2 separate regions of the Triticum aestivum genome follow, and region 1 is linked to region 2. A link is a contact called in public HiCAR-type data. All regions are on one chromosome and are shown on one strand. The core of a region is the stretch at or near the end of the contact, and the rest is flanking DNA. Distances in the headings are between cores, read along the strand shown.

Region 1 (2,700 bases), core at 63-2,562, 480 kb before region 2:
AGTGGGTACAATGAGTGAATAACACCCCACCATACTTGAATGGTGGAACTGTATCTAGCATGTGCAATGGGGCACCAAGGCAGGCAATACCGCAAGTCTTCTCCTTATTTCGTGGGAAATATTCTTAATCAACAAGTGTGTCGGTGACAAAACGAAATTTCAAATTCCAGCTAACGCCTTGTTTTGAACACATTTTCTTGGCAACTAGCATAGCATTTGAAAGTAATGTTTTCAACCCTGAATTTTCTCTCTCAATCACAAATGACAAGCAAGCAGGAGCAAGTAAACCAAGTCTGCTATTCGAATCTCATCGTTTTGCAATTGAAAATACGCATGTGAACATGGAATCAGTGGCAGTGGCCTGTATATATACAAAGAAAACAAAACTCGAGACAGAGCTCAGGGAGAGCGGTGTAGAGCGAAGCCGTGCAGTCCAGCCAAACAAGTTAAAGACTTGTGAATTATGGCACCTCCAGACAGAGCTCCACCAAATTGGCACCAATTTGAGCAGAAACCCCCAAGAACGCCAACCAGCCACTCTTGTCCTATTTTCTCCCCTAAATTCTTGAGGTTTCAGGTAGCAGCAAAAGAAGGGCAGGAACAAGACAACAAGGCCCAATTGTCTATCCTGGCAAGGGAGAGCGAGCAAGTAGACCGCAGAAATCAAGGCTGAATTAACGCGGAGAACATAGGGCGAACAGGGAAGAAGAGAGTAATGAGGCGAGAAATTTACCACGCCTGTCCCTGCCTTCTGAAGGCATCAGGCTTTGATCCCAGCTTCACCGACGCCGACGCCGACGCCGACGCGGCCATCCTGGTCGACGCGGCCTCCCCCAAAGAAGGCTGCGCGAGTAAGACTCGGGCGCAGAAGAAGAACCCTCAACCAGCACTCGGAAGCTCAGGCCATGGCCTGGTCTGCCCCTTTCTCTCTCGCTCTCTCCCAGCTGCCGCCGGAACCAGCTCCCCGCGAAAGAAAGACAGGGCAGGGCAGGGTCAGCGATACATGATATGGTTGGAGGTGGAGACCCCTTTGGCGACGGGCCTGCTGCTGATCCAACCACTCCTCCTCCAATAAACCAAGCGCAAGCGGGGGTTGCAGGAAGAGGAGCACCGATTCAATCGAAGCAGTTAATGGTGGGCGCCGGCGCACAATGGGGGTTGGGAGAGAGAGCAGGAGTGCGAGTAGTTGGGTTGGGGCAGGGAGGAGGCTTGAAGACGGCAGTTTCTATTGTGTCTTCACCCTCCCTCTCTCTCTGCTTAACTGCTTTTGTGGGTGATTAAGAAGGTCTCGGGGAGTTTGATTAGGGGGGGAGGTGGAGATGGAGATGGAGATGGAGAGGGGAAGCAGTTGGCGCTGTGTGTTTTTCTCTACTTCTTTAGGGCTCGTGGTCACGGGGACAGCGCCATGACTGGGTGTAAAAGAGCGGTTCATTGCCAACTCGACAATTGTTTTGTTTTGTTGCAAGGAGAAAGAAATTAGAAAAGGAATCGGGTCAATTGGTAGTAGGCGTCAAACGGAGGGAGCGGCCAGACGACAAGGCAGCAGGTCAATCAATTATTTGGTCGACAAGGGAGATATTGCGGCCTGCGGAATCGCACGGCTGGTTCCCATCCATTGAGGCGCAAATAGTGGGAAATAAATTAGTAGAGTAGGAATCTATACCTGTGTGAGGCGCAAATATCGCAAAGCTACGACTAGTAATGTGTTGGAAGGCGTTTTTTTAGTATATTTATTCCAGAAAAAGAAGGTGTTTCTTTTCTTTTTCTTTTTAGGGAAAAAAGAAGAAGCAAGGTGCGTATGGGAGGAGCGGGGGTTGTGCGTTGGTTCCTGCCTGCCAGTGTGCTGCGTGGGTTGTTGGCGCGGGAGTTAATATTTACTGATGAGGAGGGCATTAAAGGGTCTGGAAATCTTGGGCTGCGTGTACACAGATTCTCTGAAGGAGAGAGTACAGCCGGGCAACGTTTGTTTATGCATGCATTTCAGCCACCGCTTTGTCCTCTTGACCTCAATACCGACTATATTTCCGGACGTCCGTAGCATTTTCAAATTTAGGTACGGTGGTCCTCTACTTCTAGGGTTGCAGACTTGTAGTACTTGAAAATACGTCCTTAGGGTTTTTATCTATGTTGGTCGTTTGATTCACAAGGTTTTTTCTTTTGGAATCAAGTGTGCTGCAGTTCATTGAAAATCATGCATCTACTTCAACCTCTTTTCATAATTCTTTTGTTTTTTCTATGGCATCAAACACTCTATACTAATTCTATAAGATTCAAGTGGACGTGACACTTAAATCCTGTATTTTTCCTATCCTTACGTTCTAAAATCCTGCAAATCAAAGAGGGCCTGATTAGTGAAGCCCATACTGTGCCATGCAAGGATATACGACGCACCAGGGTTGAGTTGGTTAGGGGGACAGTGGTATCCTCAACCCACCACATGAAATCAGCGGGTGCAAATCCTTTTTATAAGAAAGAATCTTTGAAGGCGCAAATCAAATCGTCGTATATCTCATACTACTAGTAGTACTATTTTGTTTTCAGAAAAAAAATGGAAGCTTGGGCTACCGGCAAATGCTCTTCTCGATCGGTGGCGCATGTCTTTAACCTTACGCAGTCGGTACTACTAGCACGTACTCCGAGTCTGCAGGAAACCCAAACCACCTTGATGTGATAGGAGTAAAATAAACAGGTGGCTTGTTT
Region 2 (2,700 bases), core at 83-2,582:
TCTTCGCAAAGAACAACCAATCGATTGTGGGCCCCGCGACATCGCTAAGGGCTACTCCCTCCGTCCGTGAATAAGTGTACTTCTACCATTTGTCCTAAGTCAAAATTTTATAATTTTAATCAACTTTTTAGAAAAGAGTAGTAGTATATATGACATCAGATTGGTATATTATGAAAATACATTTCAAAGCAAATCTAGTGATACTAATTTAGTGTCATAAATGCTGCTATTTTTTTCTATAAAGTTGATCAAAGTTTCAAAATTTTGACTTAAGGCAAATCCTAGATGTACACTTATTCACGGACGGAGGGAGTACTTCTTTATTAAATTACACCGAAAAGAAAGTCTGTAAAAAACAAGAGCTAACCTAAAACATAACTATCCTTTGCCCTCCCATTGAATCCTTCCTTCTACCCAAAAAAAAGACACCCAACTTGTAGAGCACTATGGAGATCGAAAGAGAAACCCCTTTGCCATTATTATTTTGGGCCACGCTTGCACCATTTTTACGCCTGTGGGTGTCTATCATTTTTTTCCTGCCCACACCACAAAAAACAACGAGCCAATTAATATACAAATGACCTGGAACAAATCAAGCAATGCATATTTATGCCATGGCGAGCGAGTGAAATACGCGCCAAAGTTTAAATGCATTCCAGATAGCCACTTAATACTCACGCATCTATATCGGCAAAAATAAGAGATCTATTTGTAGTCTATACAAGGCAAAATCGTGTGATTTGAAAGTCGACGGGTCCGACTAAACTGCTACGTCGTGCCAAGTTTTTGTATCATGGTTGTCATTTTCACTTAAATAAAGTTATCTATTTATAGCAAGAGCATAATTTCCACTATCGTATAAACTAGAGTTGGTGGCGGGGTGTGTTCACTCTCCCGTCATATCTTCCTCATCCATCTAGAACTCATGAGACCCCTCCAATTTTAGAAAGAAAAAAAAATCACATCTTGCAAAAGGTGCTTTCATCACTTCTCTGAAGAAAAAACCCGCTTTCATCACTACTTCAGTTACGTAAATGAGTGTTGGTTGCTTGATTGAGTTTCTTCCTTGCAGCGCTGCGCACGCATTGGTTAAGCCAATATAATTGGATTATTTTTGTGTTTTCGCGGCAATACACATTTGTTACTCTAATACTCCCTCCGTTTCAAAACAAACGCGATTTAGTACAAAGTTAGTAGGTTGTATGAATTTTAAACTTTTGAGACCACGTGTAAGCTTTTCGAAAGAAGTTGCGCACCATCTGCTCCGCAGGCAGAATTAAATACTTTTAGGTGGATTATTACGTCAAAAGAGAGAGAGAGTAGTACTAATAGAATTTTCCTATCAGTCCTCTCATAGTTTCCTTCCTCTTCTGACTTATCTCACATGCTCTGACCTCAGCTCCAATCTGAGACCCTAGTCCCTCGAGCCGTCGCCGTGCCGTAGCTGATAGCATCACCGTCCGACGCCCCCCACCCGCTCCCAACCCTCCCGCCTCTCACGCGCGCCGCCCCCATCGCCGTCCCCGCCGTATCCACTCCGTCCGCAGTCGACGGGTTTTGAGGTACGAGCTTTTAGCCATCCGGTGGTTGCTTAGAGCCAAGCTAATCACAAATCTTGGGAGCGGCGGCGCGCCCCCGGCGCACCATCTAGATCCGCCCATGGCGGCCTTGACCACACAAGTTTCATGCCCTCTAGCTTGAAGATACTCTGTTTACCTCCGTGTCTGCCTGCCAAAGCTCATTTAATAATTATTAAGGACTCTGTGCCGTCGCTCCATAAACGTTCGGGGAAGAAATTGTTGGTGCTAACAAAATCCATTTTACTGTCGCCCGGATTAGCAACTAATCGGCCCTTGCTGGTAGATAGCGGTACAGATTGCATATTATTACGCTTTCGCATTAGCCTATGCAGGATCCAAATCTTGTTTATGAATGTAACCGATCTTCGCATATAGCGGGTCAATGGGTGAATTGTCTAGCGAATTTCGCAGTGCAGGATAAAGTGTTTGGTATAACAGATTTTGACACCACGAATATTCACCTATCGTTTTCTCCAATATTCACCTCTATATCATGTACATTTACCAACTTACCATACACAGAAGTGGAAAATATTCTAACACTAGCAGCAGGCCCTAACTAGCAGATGCAATTTCTATTTTTAGTGTTGGTGTTAGTTAAGTCTATCTAGTACGTTATTTAGAACATAGTTCAAAAAATTGCTAGGCGTTAATTGTGCGTTTCGCCGCCCCCTTGCGCTTTTCTGAGCAAAGCGCTCATTTATGCACAGATTAAGCACAATTAACCGCTAGGCGTTAGGCGCACCTTCTTGAGCTATGATTTAAAATGTATCCAACTAACTTTGCTTCTTTTGCTTGATTGCTTATGTGTATTTGTTTTCTTAAATCAAATCTTAGGTGGACATGCATTTTGCAAATGTCAGGCTCTAATCAGATGGCTTCGGATGGTAAATTTGGAAAAGGTAATGTCCTTTTTGGTACTATTTTAATTCTTCTTCATTGTTCACGAAAATGGGTAACACCATATTCGTACCAATCTTATGGTATAGCACGCTGTACAGTTTAAAAAACCAAGGAGTGTTTATACAAATTGAGCGATACATATTTAAGAATAAAATAAACAGATTGACCTATTCTGGTTTTGAGTTGTTAGTAAGGCATGAAGCTTGTTTGCTTCTCG

What was found. HiCAR-type assays count read pairs that join an accessible place to other places.
Region 1: a contact with region 2 is called in a HiCAR-type map of leaf, with 8 times the contacts expected there. The contact joins the promoter of LOC123104916 here to the promoter of LOC123104913 in region 2. A contact is called at or near these places in 1 of 5 Hi-C or Micro-C datasets (leaf) and 1 of 1 datasets of contacts at active chromatin or transcription factors (leaf).

What each region holds. Positions count from the first base shown.
Region 1 is chr5A:575,511,170-575,513,869 of IWGSC CS RefSeq v2.1, reverse strand. LOC123104916 (BTB/POZ domain-containing protein At1g30440) reads right to left here and starts at 1,312. Exons shown (of 4, transcript XM_044526854.1): 1 at 734-1,312. The coding sequence starts at 813.
Region 2 is chr5A:575,028,446-575,031,145 of IWGSC CS RefSeq v2.1, reverse strand. LOC123104913 (mediator of RNA polymerase II transcription subunit 19a) reads left to right here and starts at 1,332. Exons shown (of 7, transcript XM_044526851.1): 1 at 1,332-1,562; 2 at 2,418-2,482. The coding sequence starts at 2,437.